Linked DNA regions of Ovis aries: region 2 is linked to region 1. Evidence: chromatin contacts called from public Hi-C data. All regions are on one chromosome and are shown on one strand. Each heading gives the region's core, a stretch centred on a gene start, on an enhancer-like site or on the middle of the called end of the contact. The rest is flanking DNA. Distances are from core to core; before and after follow the strand shown.

What was found. A called contact is a pair of places that touch in the nucleus more often than the background predicts.
Region 2: a contact with region 1 is called in a Hi-C map of tail adipose tissue, with 2.4 times the contacts expected there. The contact joins the enhancer-like site here to the promoter of NVL in region 1. A contact is called at or near these places in 2 of 16 Hi-C or Micro-C datasets (hypothalamus and tail adipose tissue).

What each region holds. Positions count from the first base shown.
Region 1 is chr12:26,727,408-26,730,425 of ARS-UI_Ramb_v3.0, reverse strand. NVL (nuclear VCP like) reads left to right here and starts at 1,490. Exons shown (of 24, transcript XM_060396352.1): 1 at 1,490-1,579.
Region 2 is chr12:26,843,988-26,847,005 of ARS-UI_Ramb_v3.0, reverse strand. The region is part of intron 1 of LOC114108594 (peptidyl-prolyl cis-trans isomerase A-like); the gene reads right to left. Among named protein-coding and RNA genes, the nearest start is that of WDR26, 22 kb to the right of the region's middle. Within about 2 kb of position 1,610, at least 2 of the 54 cell types and tissues checked have an H3K27ac peak or open chromatin away from gene starts, as enhancers often do. A contact at or near this core is called in tail adipose tissue, where this site is marked.

The DNA.
Region 1 (3,018 bases), core at 241-2,740:
TAAGGGTGGTATCATCTGCATATCTGAGGTTATTGATATTTCTCCTAGCAAACTTGATTCCAGCTTGTGCTTCATCCAGCCCAGCATTTCTCATGATATACTCATATAAGTACATCTCATGATGTACTCATGATGTTTCTCATATAAGTTAAATAAGCAGGGTGACAATATACAGCCTTGACGTACTCCTTTTCCTATTTGGAACCAGTCTGTTGTTCCATGTCCAGTTCTAACTGTTGCTTCTTGACTTGCATATAGGTTTCTCAAGAGGCAGGTCAGGTGGTCTGGTATTCCCATCTCTTTCAGAATTGTCCACAGCTTATTGTGATCCACACAGTCAAAGGCTTTGGCATAGTCAAGAAAGCAGATATTTTTCTGGAACTCTCTTGCTTTTTCCATGACCCAGTGGATGTTGGCAATTTGATCTCTGGTTCCTCTGCCTTTTCTAAAACCAGCTTGAACATCAGGAAGTTCATGGTTCATGTATTGCTGAAGCCTGGCTTGGAGAATTTTGAGCATTACTTTACTAGCATGTGAGATGAGTGCAATTGTGCGGTAGTTTGAGCATTTTTGGTATTGCCTTTCTTTGAGATTGGAATGAAAACTGATCTTTTCCAGGCCTGTGCCACTGCTGAGTTTCCCAAATTTTCTGACACATAGGCTGCACTTAATAGTCTCATAAGCCAAGCAAGACCTCAAATAAGAATACTGAGAACACGATTGAAACAAGCAAACAGGTAGAAACTAAAGACAGTAAATTTTTTGAAAATTGATTCTTTATTTGTATCTTCTGTGATGCAAGATAAACTTCTTTGGGGGCAAATACATACAGTTTAAAAAATCCCGGCAGTTTCTAGCCCAAGATGGAGTCTGCCAGTGGATGTGCTCAAGGAATTATCTGCCGAAAATATCATAAGACCAAGCGATTCCCAAATGTAACAGATGGTTTAGTTTTCTGGTTAAGCTAATTTTTTTTTTTTTTTTTCGGACACCAAGCCCCTTTGTTGGGACTCACTAACGTGGGTCACTGGGTGGAATAAGCAGGAGGGTGGCGGTGTGTTTTTACCCTGATCTAATCATCACAATTATCTAGTTTCGGTTTTAAGATTCCAGGTCAAGATCAACTAAATTCGCAAACGGTGCGACTAGACAGGCTAGAAATCTTACAGACGTGGATGGCCACGCCCCCTCAGGAACCTCCCAGCTCCCGCCCCTGAGCGTGTCCGCAGAGTCGGGAACAATAAAGTTGAGCGTGTTCAAATGGGTCCTTGTCTTCCAGGGCCTCTTGGACAAGCCTGTAAAATAAGACTCTGAAAAACTCCTTTCTTCTCTCAAATATCCTTCGTGTTCTCGGCGATTTTTTCCCCTTTACTCGCGGTACGAAAGTCTTGAAGGGAACGGCGTGGGCTAGGGCGGCTGGGGCGCCTTTCCGTGGGCAGCTGGCCCGGCAATCGCCGTGGGCAGCTTCGGGGAGGCCCCCGGTTCACGTGAAGCTCGTGCAGCAACAGCAGAGGCATCTGCGATGAAGCCCAGGCCCGCGAGGTTCGTGGATAATAAACTGAAGCAGCGCGTCATCCAGGTGTGTATGCTGCACGGCCAGCTCTCAGAGTGGTCCGCGTTCGCTGCTTAGGAGCCCCAGAGGCCCTTTCTCGCCGTAGCTAGGAGAAGGGGGGAAGGCTTCCAGATCGGACTGACTTGCCGCCAGTGCCAGTCTGGATTCGAGCGTGGGGCTGTTGACGACTCCACTTCTTCGCGGGTGGTTCAAGCCCCTTTCTCCTCACTGTGCGGCCGAGGTTCAAGGCGCAGCCCGAAACCATGAGAGGCAGCAGCTTGATGAGGGCCTGCCCGGATCTGCCTGACTTTTGTGCAGATCCGTAAAGAGAGTGGAGATGGCATTTGAGTTTAAAATTTCCTATCTTGTGAAGTTGGGAAGGAAGTATTCCTCGAAACCTTGTAGAGACGAATTGCTTTCGGGGTCATAAAGAATACGTTAACTTCCTTTCTTAGGAAACTTGGAGTCAAGTTCGGACACCAGTAAAGACAAGTACTCTGAATCTTACTTTATAACGGGCACTTTACCTGCCCCCCCCTTTTTTTTTTTAATTCATAATCGTCAGTGGAATGCATTGTGTCGTAAATGCCTTGGACATTTAGGTTACTAAGCACTCAGAAGGACGGAGAGAGACTTTAAGAGCTATATTCTCACCTTGTTTTTCTTTTACCCTTCCAGCTCCTATATCGTCAGTTTTTTGAATCTGTTTCTTCCTGTCACCTTTAAATGTTGGAAGTGCCTTAAGCACCTGTGCTTTTACCTTCTCTTTATATTCTACCTATGCACACTTCTAGGTGATCTCATCCAGTCTAGTACCTTTAAATATTACACATTCATTCATGACTTCAAAATTTATCTTATAACCCAGTGCTGATTTTATCTTGAATTCCAGATTGATATATCCAGCTGCCTACTCAACATCTGCTCATGAGTATCTTATAGGATTTCAACTTAGAGTATTGATCTTCTTCTCCAAACTGTTCTGTTCTTTGTGTTGTTTATTCCAGTAAATGACATCGCACCATCCATCCATTTGTTAAGGCCCCAAATCTTAAGACTCATTCTGACTCTTGCTTCCTGTAACCAATTAATCAGTGACCTACTTGGCTTTACCTTCAAAATATACTTCAAACCTAATCGCTTGGGCTTCCCTGATAACTCAGTTGGTAAAGAATCCAACTGCAATGCAAGAGGCGCCGGTTTGATTCCTGGGTCAGGAAGATCCCCTGGAGAAGGGAAAGACTACCCACTTCAGTATTCTGGCCTGGAGAATTCCGTGGACTACAGTCCATGGGATCGCAAAGAGTCGGACAGGACTGAGAGACTGTCACTTTCTTTCTAACACCCTAGTTCAAACCACACTCCCTTTAGACTGTTGAAATACCTCCTAACTGTTCTCACTGTGTCTGGTTTTACTTAGTGTGTTCTACACAGAGCATCCAGGGAGATCATTTTAAAGGGAAAAT
Region 2 (3,018 bases), core at 361-2,860, 120 kb before region 1:
TGCTTTGAAAGAGCTCCACTCCTGTGTCCTGGTCCTGATTCCACCCTCAGGGACCACATGACAAGCGCAGGCAGGAACTCTCTCCTCCCTGGAGATCAGACCTGGCCCTGGGAGAGTTCCCTGGGGCTGTGCCCTGAACACCTTGCAACTTCCTCTGCGGTCACCCAGTCACCCAGTGTTTCTGGGCTGCTGGCTGGTAAGCTGGGTGAATGGGCACAGTCATGCGAGAGGAGTGTTTGCTGTCCAGAGCACATACTTGGAAAGTGGCTACGTGCAACACACGCGCCCTCATGAAGGCACGTTATCATGAGCGGGAGTGGTGGGAAAGCGGTGGGAGGTGTGTTCAAGAGCAGAAGGCAATGCTGGTGCTGCTCAGTAAGAGGCACAGAGAAGCTAGTCAAAAGGCGACGGCTTTTGTCAGACCGGGCGCTCCTGCCAGCCAGGCCCAGGCCACATCTGCCCCCAGCCCACTTCTCTGGGGTTAAAATCTGGGGAGCTTTTGCCCCGCACCTCAAGGGGCCTCGCCTCACACACCTTGTGAAGTTTAGCTCCGGGTGCCTTACACCTGCGAGGCGTCAGAAACTCAAATGAGTGGAGCCCCATTTGAGGCTGGAGCCCCACCGCGGAGCACGACCTCGGGGAGCGGGCAGCCCACACCTGGCAGGATGGCTGCTTCCTTCACTACTGTGACCACCAACGTGCATGCCTCCTAAGTCGCCTCAGTCGTGTTGGACTCTTTGTGACCCTATGGACTGTACCCCGCCAGGTTCCTCTGTCCATGAGATTTCCCAAGCAAGAATACTGGAGTGGGTTGCCGAGCCCTCCTCCAAGGGACCTTCCCGACCCAGGGATCAGACATGCATCTCTTATGTCACCTGCATTGGCAGGCAGGTTCTTTACCACTTGCGCCACCAGGGAAGCCCGTGACCATCAAGAGAGAGGGGAATTTTTCCCTGCTTCAGCACTCTGGCCACTCGGCTCCCCAGGACCGGCCTCTGCTCAGCTGCTGGGCTCCCCCACCACCAACAGTGAACAAGATCAGAGGGAGGCCAGCCATACTCCACGCCCTCCAAACACATGAAAGCACTACAGGTCCCTGGACACAAAACCAGGAGAGGGTCGGAGCCCTGGAGGGGAATATCCTGGACTTCCGGGCCTCCTGCCCAAGTGGGGTCCTCCAGCCACACTCAGAGTAACCCTTCCTTCCCGCTTAAAATCAATTTCAGACATAACTAGTGGGTGTAAAGTAAATAAGTTCCCCCTCCCCTCCAAACCTAGCTTCACTCCAAGGACCGTAACATGCAGTTTGGGGTATGTCTTTACAGAAATGTTTTATACAAGTGTATTCTGTTAAATGCATTCTCAAGAATTTTACTCATAAATAATTCAATTAGTAAGACTAACTAAGGTATAAAGTATATCTTATTTACATTGAAATTGGAACCGGAAAAACAAAAACTTAAAAGTAATCAGAAGACTGTCGATCCTCCCAGAGTGCAGTTTTTGAAGTGACCACCAGGTGTCAGAGTTATCAATAATATTCCCCGAATTACAACTGGAAAGTTACAGGATGGGGAAAGTGCTTGGCTGGAAAATGAGATGCTGAGATTCCCCAAACAAGATTATTTGGCCCTTTGGCCCAATATTTTGTCTACTTAGGGCTCCGTAGGGAGACAGTAAAGGGAGCAGCAGGAAAGAAATCTTACGTTCTCTCCCCACAGACTGCCACTCACAGACTGCCACTCAGGTGAGCACGCTTGGATCTTCAGAGCTCCGAGTGCTGGTGAATTTCACAGGGGAAATGTGAAAATGGCTGGGCGGAGTTGGGCCTCCTCCCTTTGTGAGGCTACTTTGGGAATCCAAGGCCATCTCCCCTCTCCTCAGTAGGAGACTAGAGGATGGTGATCACCAGAGGACACACAGGAGGCCACATCAGCTGTGGCCATCTTCATTTTAAAAGGGAAAACCCACTTCTGCGTCAGGAGCTCTTCCTATCTAACCTTGAACATCATGGTCTCTTATTCACTTCCAGTTTGGCCTCCTCGCATATATTTCCTTTACCAGAACTGATGGTGGAGCCTGTTGGCTGTCCTCTAGAGCTGCTGGCCTAGAAAACATGCACCCGCCCACGCTTGAGAGCACAGGGCGGGGCGTCTGCCACCAAAGTCTTCAGGCTGTTGCCCAGGGTTAGTTACACGCTTCCTCTAGGGGCCCAGCCACCTCGCTGGCACCACCCACCCGGCTCTAGTGGAGTCAACATACTGTGGAGGACTCCAGCTGATGCTCATGGCAAGCATTACCCTTCTTGGATTCACCAACTCAGCCAAAAGGGGATGTTGAGGCAGTTACAACACAGACTTGTAGGAGGAGGGGATGATGGCCAAGGCTCCTCTTCCCTGGGAGACGACAGCTGAAGAGTGTCAGAAAGCAAGGAGAACCCTTGCCACGTGTCCCTGTTGGCACTCGTCTAGGCTGTTCCTTGGACCACATCCCATTTCTGGCTGTGGATCCAGGCAAGGGTTCAGACCCACTACACACTGGGGCTTGTCATGGGTGGACCTTTACTGTGAAGCGATGCCAAGCTTGTGGGAGAAGGTGGTGTAAGGAGAGGGGAGAAGGTAAGAAGTTGTCAAGATTTCATGGACAATGTTATTGGTATGAAAATACTTCTCCAGACTTGTGATTTCCATGAATTCAGACAGGAAGATTAAGGGGACTATTTTGGGGTGGGTGGAGGGGTACCAGTAGCATGCAGAATCCTAGTGCCCAAACCAGGGACTGAATGGAGTCCCCCTGCACAGACAGCGCAGAGTGTTAGCCACTGGACCACCAGGGAATTCTAAGGGGAGTTTTCATGTGATTTGAGTGACATCATCTGCTAAATTGGTACATCCTATGTAGGCCACATGAAGCAACAGTAATTATATAAGTCACTATACACCTTAAATGCTATATACATAATTTAAAATGATACACCTGTGGTGCCACAGACATAATAAAAATGCCAGTTATTATTAA